Regions from separate parts of the Bicyclus anynana genome. Here region 1 is linked to region 2. The links are chromatin contacts, called in public Hi-C maps. All regions are on one chromosome and are shown on one strand. Each heading gives the region's core, a stretch centred on a gene start, on an enhancer-like site or on the middle of the called end of the contact. The rest is flanking DNA. Distances are from core to core; before and after follow the strand shown. Region 1 overlaps LOC112045559 (rho guanine nucleotide exchange factor 28). Region 2 overlaps LOC112045559 (rho guanine nucleotide exchange factor 28).

What was found. A called contact is a pair of places that touch in the nucleus more often than the background predicts.
Region 1: a contact with region 2 is called in a Hi-C map of whole body, with 1.5 times the contacts expected there. The contact joins two enhancer-like sites. A contact is called at or near these places in 2 of 2 Hi-C or Micro-C datasets (whole body and whole larva).

The regions. Positions count from the first base shown.
Region 1 is chr2:3,121,327-3,125,770 of ilBicAnyn1.1, reverse strand. It overlaps LOC112045559 (rho guanine nucleotide exchange factor 28), which reads left to right. Exons shown (of 33, transcript XM_052884478.1): 8 at 1,257-1,423; 9 at 4,131-4,197. Among protein-coding and RNA genes, the nearest start is that of LOC112045559, 26 kb to the left of the region's middle. Within about 2 kb of position 3,155, at least 2 of the 8 cell types and tissues checked have open chromatin away from gene starts, as enhancers often do.
Region 2 is chr2:3,086,454-3,091,137 of ilBicAnyn1.1, reverse strand. It overlaps LOC112045559 (rho guanine nucleotide exchange factor 28), which reads left to right. Exons shown (of 33, transcript XM_052884478.1): 32 at 1,937-2,025; 33 at 2,772-4,684. The coding sequence ends at 2,907. Among protein-coding and RNA genes, the nearest start is that of LOC112045549, 30 kb to the right of the region's middle. Within about 2 kb of position 2,922, at least 2 of the 8 cell types and tissues checked have open chromatin away from gene starts, as enhancers often do.

The DNA.
Region 1 (4,444 bases), core at 1,906-4,405, 34 kb before region 2:
CCATCTTAGATTGCATCATCACATACCATCAGGTGAGATTGTAGTCAAGGGCTAACTTGTAAAGAATTAAAAAAAATGTGAAATGCTACCGAGCAATACTTAACACATTTGCACACACACACACAAACATGCACACAGCCACTTCAATTTAATTTCTATGTATCGATGTATCTATTTATTTTATTTATTTATTTAAAGCACGCCAACAATACACATATAAACCATTAAAAACAATACAATATGCCACAAAAAATCTGATATGTATACTAACGCTAGGCGCACATAACATTTTATATAATTTCATGTCAACACTTTCATAATAATTATATGTCAAGCTTATAATAATATTATATTATGTCAAAGTTAATAAAAAAAAGTATACTATTATAAAACATTAGCATAAAAGGAAAACAAATTCATTGAATACAATTATTAAATTAGATTACTAGGTAAAATTACATACAAAATTAAATTAAAGTTGACAATATATTTAAACTTATTCTAAATTATTTATAACAAATAGAAAGAGAAGAAAAGTAATAAACTAAATCTAAGACAATTTATTTAATTAATTATTATTATTATTAAGTACAAAATGGTCGTGTACCTTGTTTTTAAAAACTTTGAAGGAGTTGTGAAAAATGTCAATACCTGGTATGATTTTGGATATTTCATTATATTTGGCACAAATTCGTCTGATAGGGGCCTGCATACCAAGGTTAGTCCTTATAAAAGGAACATGAAATACTTTCGTAGTACGGTAGTGTGGATATCTACGCGGGACTGAAAAAAATATCCTTTCCAGTAAGTTACCACACTTGATTTTATTATTTATTAATTTGTGAAGAAAGCATAAATCAAGCATTTCACGTCTTCTTCGCAGCGGTAACATTTTAAACTGTGCTAGACGCTGGTGGTAAGGCATCCTATGCGACATACCGCTTGATATAAAGGCAAGATGTCTAGTAAATGCTCGTTGTATATTTTCAATTCGTTGAGAATGTATACTATAGATTGGATTCCAAATCACACTAGCAAACTCAAGACAACATCTCACCAAGGCATTGTATAGAATAATTTTGGTCTTACGAGAGAACCCCTTTGTGTTGCGTTTCAAAAATCCCAAAAGCTGTGCACCTCTCTGAACAATATTATTTATATGAGATTTAAATGTTAACTTACTATCAATAGTGACTCCTAAGTCTTTTATCTCCGATAACTCTTGCAGTACTGTGGTATTAATTATCGATGTACAGAAGGACTTCGAGAAGGTGACGGCGGCGCTGCGCGCGGCGGCCGGCGAGCCCGCCAGCGGCAGCGGCGCGGCCCGCCTGCTGCCGCGCCTGCCGCTGCAGAAGTCCGTCTCCACGCCCAGCATCGTGGCCGCCGTGCACCCCGCGCAGCCGCCGCCCGCCGCCAACGCGTGAGTACACCGCCTCACCCCCACCTACTGCCACTTGCACACTTACTATATACTACCTTGAACATTTTCCTAATCTAACTTGAACATTTTCAATATTCTACCTTGAACATTTTCAATATTCTACCTTGAACATTTTCAATATTGTAACTTGAACATTTCCAGTATTCTACCTTGAACATTTTCAATATTCTACCTTGAACATTTCCAATATTCTAACTTGAACATTTTCAATATTCTACCTTGAATATTTTCAATATTCTACCTTAAACATTTTCAATTTTATACTTTGAACATTTTCAATATTGTAACTTGAACACTTTCTAATATTCTACCTTGAACATTTTGTACATCCTACCTTTAATTGTGAACTTGAACATTTTCAACTTACTACCTTTAATTGTGATCTTGAACATTTACAACATACTACATTAACATTAACTATTACTAAAGTCTAACGCTGTGTGGAAACAAATTAAAAATTAATGTAAAAAACGAATGTCATTTCATACCTAATTTACTTAAAATCATGTATTGTATTTTTTTAAATGTTACTCAAAAGATATTAACTATATCTACATTTTCAACATTCCTCCCTTCCCTTTGAATATTTTCAACATTCTACCTTTCTATTATTACTATAACCTTTTTGAACATTCTATCTTTAAACTGTGAACTTTTCAAAATTCAAAATTTATTTAAGTTAAGAAGGAATCTTTTTAGATTAAAACTACTAACTTTCAGTAAAACATAGGCAAACTGTATAATATATCAACAAACCTCATTAAAATTATCAACAAATCTCATTGATGATTATGACAGTTTCAATAATTCAGATTATATCTGTGCATGGTGTTTTTTATTAAATTTATTAAAACTATGTGCATGTTCAATAGTCAGTGTATTTTGTTTTTGCACAGTTTTGCTTAGCTTATACGAGACAAGCACTTCGTGCAGCGTGCAGTCAGAGTAATCACTTAACTTGGTTAATGGACTTTTTTCATGACAATAAATATCGTCTAAATTATAAGTTTTAAAGCAATTTAGGAGTAAGGGTTAAACAAGCTTAATCTCAGCACCTTAACCCATATTAAAATCTGTGTAACTACAGATACTTTTATGATAATTTCATCATATTTGTATTGATGATTTGGTTTTGATAAACGTGCCCTTGGGATTTTTGTTTAAACTAGTAACACATACAAACAATTTTTATTATGTGTAAACTTACTTTGACTGCACGCACAGAAGCACTATAATAAACTAAAAGTGAGGTATTAATTTAAAGTCAATTAAAAATATAAATTTTAACACTTAAACTCAGACCAATTATCGGATAAGACCTGCCTCGCTAGACGTTACTTTTCTGTCAAAATATATAATCAAAGATCTGTTGCGATTATAAAAACTGTCTCTTTATTATAGATGTTTCACTGTTGTAATCGTGTTCGGCGGTTACAGAGCTCCGTAAAAATTTACCTTTTTGTGCAGTTGAATGATGTAAAAAACGGCCAAAATCTTCTAGTTTAGTTTAAGATATATACCAAATCTAAGCTCGTTTTCCTTGGTTGTTCGTGAATTCGGGTGCAATACTGGTCCTCCTATAATTGGTCTGAGCACTTAAATCGTATTCATTTTGAAAGTTGTACCAATTCAAAATGTATACTCGCACGCACATATTGTACGTCCCGCTCGGTGTTAGCTTATCCACGGGTGGTGCGAGCGAGACGGAAAGTGACGAGGACGCGTCGGCCGCGAGCGCGGGCGCCGCCGCACAGGGTATCGGCAGACGGAACAATACGCACCAGGAACACCTCGGGTTGCATCGCTTGGCGTTCTTGGAACAGTAAGTCGACCTTATCGCGATATAATTAAGGTGCATTTTGCAATACCACCAAGGAAAATGGTAACAATGAGGAGACAAGGTCAGCGTAAAATGTTAAGTCGACTTTATTTGATATATAATTAAGGTGCATTTTGCAATGACATCAAGGATAAAAGGAATTTCAGACGAAATGTTATAAGTAAGTGTGATAAGGCTAAAGTATGTCATATAATTTTTGTTCTCAGTCACTTTTTGAGCTTTGAGGTGGCAGTTGAAGATCATGTCGCTTTATAACAAGTTAATGTTACTTACAAATTATTGTAAATCGCTATTATATCAATTGTAATACAGTCTATTTTGCAATAACAGAGCAATAGTGATTAATTTACATTTTGTACGTCTCGCTCTGTTACTCGTTAGCTTGTACACGAATGGTCGGAGATTTGATTAATTTCAATTTCAAATGTCTAAATATATACTGAAAAGTAGCTTTTATTTTTTCTCTTTAATATTTGATAAATGTCCCAAGATTCTTATCAAAACATTCATCTGGTTTATAGTATATTGAAGTTTATGGTTACAATACAGTTACTTTTCAGTCTTCAAGGTGAGTGTACAAGTTCTTTGTTGTTAAAGACATGCCCAAAATATACAGGTATAATGTAAAAGTTCCTGTTTAAATTTAATAATATATAAATAAGTAAAAGCTCAATTGGAATAATATTATATTTTTTGCATGTTAATATTTTATTATAAGCACATTGCTTTGCTTATTGTCTGTTTGAGCGTTTTTTGTTTTACCGTTTTTGCATGTGGTGTGAGATTTTGACAGCAGTGTAAGTAAAATAGTCTGTAAGGTAATTGAGTATGTTTGTTTGTGGACAGAGCCGCGTACGAACACCACGCAGAGAAACGAAGGAAAAGAGGCAGCTTGTTCTTCAGAAAGAAAAAGGTACGCTTTCACTTTGTTTATATTGTAGTCTGTCGATATATTGTGAACTGAACAGACTGATTACAATTTAAAGTGTTATTTTTCGGTATATATCTATCGAAGTGAAACCGTTACATTGCAATTTTAAAACGTCAACTGTCCGAACTGCCCTTGATTGGTCGGCCTTACAGCAGACGGTTCTGTGTCCATAGAGTTAGGAATGAAACACACATGTCAGTCAAATAAAATACTTCAAGAATTGTGACAT
Region 2 (4,684 bases), core at 1,673-4,172:
TATTTGTGGTAACTCTTTCATTGCTATGAGACGAAAGAATACTATATTTCCTATTTCTGGTATTTGCTGACAATTTTTTTACAAATTCTTGTCTATGGCATATGAGTTTCATGAATACTTGCAAACCAAGACTACTTGTACTGTGTATACTTGTAAACAGAAAGAAAACCAAGTATTTATTTAAAACAATGTATGCTTAATGAAAGCAGCATTAATTAATGAATATGTAATGATTTGCGAAAATTTAGACCTTATACCCAAAGTCCAACAACGACACGTAGGTATATCTAGGAAGATGCGTCTAAAGTACTTTAAAAAACAAATTATGAGCTTTACAAATGTCAATCAAGCCCTTTTATCGTGTTGCAAAAACGACTGTTGTCAATCCTTTTATTCATATTCCACAAGTGTATTGTAATTGGCTGTAGTGTCTGTAGTCGACTGTAAATATTGTGGCTTTGGTACACCTCTCTCTCTCTAAACACTATACATATGTATAACAATATTAATATATATACTTATTCTACAACCATTTCGTCTGTTCGGCTTTTGATGTAACAGCATGTTCTTATTTACTGGTATTGACCTTCTATTTTTGGAAGACGGTTTATCTTTGGTTGTATTAGTAATGGTCAAAACTCATTGTAACGCCCCCGACGCGGAGCGGCTTTGTATCGCCTCGAACCGTTCAGTATTGTTTGTATGAAACTTCATACTTACACAAAAAATGTCTACCAGCTCTCTGACCATACGAAATGACTTAAGCATGGCGTCGCTATGGACGGCGAGGTGACACGGCGGCGGTCCGTGTCCGACGAGATATAATGAGTTTTGTGCATAAGGTGACAGTGTGAAACTAAAGGACCGTTAGCAAATCAGAAACATGTTTATAAATTACTAGCTCTCGCCACGCGGTTACACCTGCGTGTATACCGTTCCCGTAGGAATACGGGAATAATAATATAAATGCCTATAGCCTTCCTCGATAAATAGGCTATCTAGCACTAAAGGATTTTTTAAATCGGACCAGTATTTCCTAAGATTAGACCCAGACCTAAGATTTATTAAGACCAGTTATTCCAAACAAACAAATAAACAAACTCATCGTCTTCAGCTATATAATATTAGTATAGAAGTATATATGGCTAAGTGGTTGCTAAGCAACGGTTTCTTTGTAAACAAATGTCTATACAACACTTGTTCTGCTGTATCACTAAATAATTTAATAACACGTTTCTGCTGTGCTGACGTTACTTTACACACACAGAAGCCAAAACCGACTTCCTGAGATAGAAAAACTGTAACAAAAATTTGTAATATAAAGTTAAATTGAATACATGTAACTTTATTGATTTAGTGATGCACTTTTTGCTTTGTTGCGCTGTGCAGTATAATATACAGGAACAGAAATTGGTTTTAAATGGCACTCTTATAGTTCTGAATGCAACATTTTTTTAATCATAACAGACAAATATTTTGTTTTTTTTTATTAAACTGATTGGCTTTATTCACGCTAAAATAAACTAAACTTTTTTTATAAACAGTTAAATTAAAGCTTTATTATTGCAGCTGCAACATAAAATGAACGAAACGTAAAACAGTTTCGTGAAGAGTTTTTTCGTTATTTTTATTAATTCACTTTTTTTGTGAATATAAACCTATACTTTAAGATTGTGAGACTCAAGAAATATTTATTTGTATTTTGTCAATATCAATGGGGTTGACAAAAAACAATGTATATAATATATACATTGTTCCTTGTAATAATTCCTAACATATGTTACAAATGAAAATATGAATTTGTTTGTTACGATTTCACTTAACTGATTGTGCGCACGGGGCATCGCTACCCCCTCCTGGCCCCCGCAGACCATCGGGAGTGTTACGAAGGAATTTGCCAAGCTATATATGTATTGTACATTGATTGTGTTGACAGCCGCAGGGCCTAGTGATACATCACACACGCACCGGCAGCTCGCCCGCCCCTCTGCCTTCGCAACAGCTTCCCAACAATAAAGCCACAAGGTAACATTCGTTCAGTTATTCATTCATTCATTCGCCGACTCATTCATTATTTCTGTAGACAGAGAAGTATATAGAAAGAGAGAAAGCATCAGTCTAAAAAAACGAGACAAAGCTATGTCATATTTGGTGTCATGACACAAAATACTATTGCAAAATTACCTTTAGCTCCGTCTTTAACTTGTCTAAAAATTCATTTGACCTAAATATCCGTGGAACATGTTAAACAGAACAAATTACCCTAACAACGCGAATATATCATGACAAAACATTATCTAAAAAACATCCACTTTTGAGAAATTGCATTATTTTTTACTCTCCTGCTTCAAACAATGTATATATACCATGCATTTCTCAGACTTCATTTGGAGTCTTTTTGAGTTTTTTAAATGTCAGTGTATGTGCGAATACCTCATATAAGAGTGTTGTTACAAAACACTGTATCTGATATACAATGTAATGTAATATCACGGTAGCTGACGCTTTAGAGCAACGTTTCCCAAACTTTACTGTGACCCGGTAAATTTCATACTCCCCCTTACTTAAGTTTTAGATCCATAATACCTATAATCCGCCCGTCGAGCGATCATTATTGTCACGTTAGTCAAGAAATAAAATCTACCATCTCCTAGTAGTTATTTAAAGTCGCAGCATTGCCTCCATAATGCTGCGACCCGGTATTTTTTTTACTCACCTGCGGGGAAACGTTGCTTTAGAGTAATTAAACACGCCATTTTGTTTGCAAACAGAACAAACACATACCCCAAACTGCCGGACAAGTTCCGGGTGCGGTCACCGGACGTGCCGCTCGTCGCGCCCGCTACCGCGCCCGTGCCCGCTCACGCGCCCGCGCACGCGCCCGAGGAGGAGGTCATATACTTCTGACACGCGCGTTCGCGTAGCGGCAACAAGAGCTCCTGAGAGTGCCGGTTATCTTAAACCCCCTTCACTCTGACCATTCCCCTTACCAATATAACCTATAACATTTTGTTTAGCTCGTTCATTTAACAAATATCTTTTTATATACAATTTGTATGCTCGTTTCGGCGTATATTCACAACAATAACTTTGCAATTGAGTGTTATGTTTTATCTAATAAGGATTACGCATTGCATCCGATGCTAATCTGTGAAAAAATGTTCTGAATTCATAGAATTATATTGGTAGCTCACGCACTCCTTCTTCCTTGAGAATACCTCTGATGTGCCTCGGATGCAAGTCGGATGTATCCGTGGAACTCTATTGCGAGGCGAATGCCAAAGTTGTCTGACGAATAGCGTGGATTTTGATCAGAAATCGGATTAGTGCTAGAGCAATATTCGAATTTGGTCTGAGTTTTTTAAATCTGTTTTTCACAGATTCAGATCAGATGCAGTGCGTAACCGCCCTAAGGGTCGTCCTAGGCAGATTTTTTAAAGTTGCAAAATTTCCTTACAATTTAAGAATAATCCCCGATTTAAGTATTATTCTGACGCTTTGTTTCATAATATACGGAATTGGAACAAAAAGAGTTTAAAAAGGGTAAAAAAAAGTGTGTATTACTATAAAAACGAGTGAATTTTGGACGTTTAAACGTTTAACGCAAAGACGAATTTGACAGTAGTTTATTGTTATCGTAGCTATAAATTTTAAAAAATCGATTATAACCTGTTATAAATCTTTTTTATATATTTCATTTGACGATAACTTCAAACATCGGCTTCTTATTGTGTATGACTACTATATGAAATATTATATACTTTAATTTATATATTTAGGGATTCGCAATGAAAAAAATTTACACATTTTAAAGAAATTTTGGTTATTGTGACTTAAATCTTAGGATGCAATTTATCAATCAGTAACATTTTTGTTTCACCACTTTTATAGAAGAGAAGATTTTAAAGAAGGGATTTAAAATAACTAATCGATATTTATCTAAAATTGTTATTACACCGTTTTCGAGAATTGCAACTTAAATTGGCAGCTAATATTTTTATTGTTATTTTTTCTTTGTTTTATATTTTCTACTATAGTAATAATACAGTTCCTTGCAGCTATGTACAACACTTTGCAGCTATCACTTCGTTTACGGTTACCTAATTTTTTTCAAATAATAATCTCCTCAATATTAAAAATTAATTACAATTAATGTTATGAAACGATACCTAGTCAAGTTAAAAATAAAGGTGACGACAAATATTATTAAAATAAAAAGAACCTAGAATAAGGTTTTTAAATAATGTAGGCAGCTTGGATTCTATGTTATAGTATGCGCCAGACTACAAGTCCGCCTTGAACACGAGGCGCATACAAAAACATCCCAGTGGAGTTGCGAGTGGCAAGTTCAGAACGAACTAGAAGTGTGGAGCATACTATGCATATCTATAACTGATATAAAAGTATACTATAAGGGATTCTAAAAGTCGGTACTTACTTCCACTTCACATCTCCGATTCAAAGCTTTATGCCGTTTATTCCGAGTCGACGTCTATAAAAAGCTTAACTCTACTCGTCCTAATAGTCTATTAAAGCTTCCGCATTGGCATAAACATCCTTCCTGTGATCCCATTAAAGAATCTACAGTCCACAGATTCAGAATTATTTTTATTTTTATTTCATTGTAACTTTGACTATAATTTCGATTCATGCTTGTGGCGCCCCCAATATTATAGTATTTCCA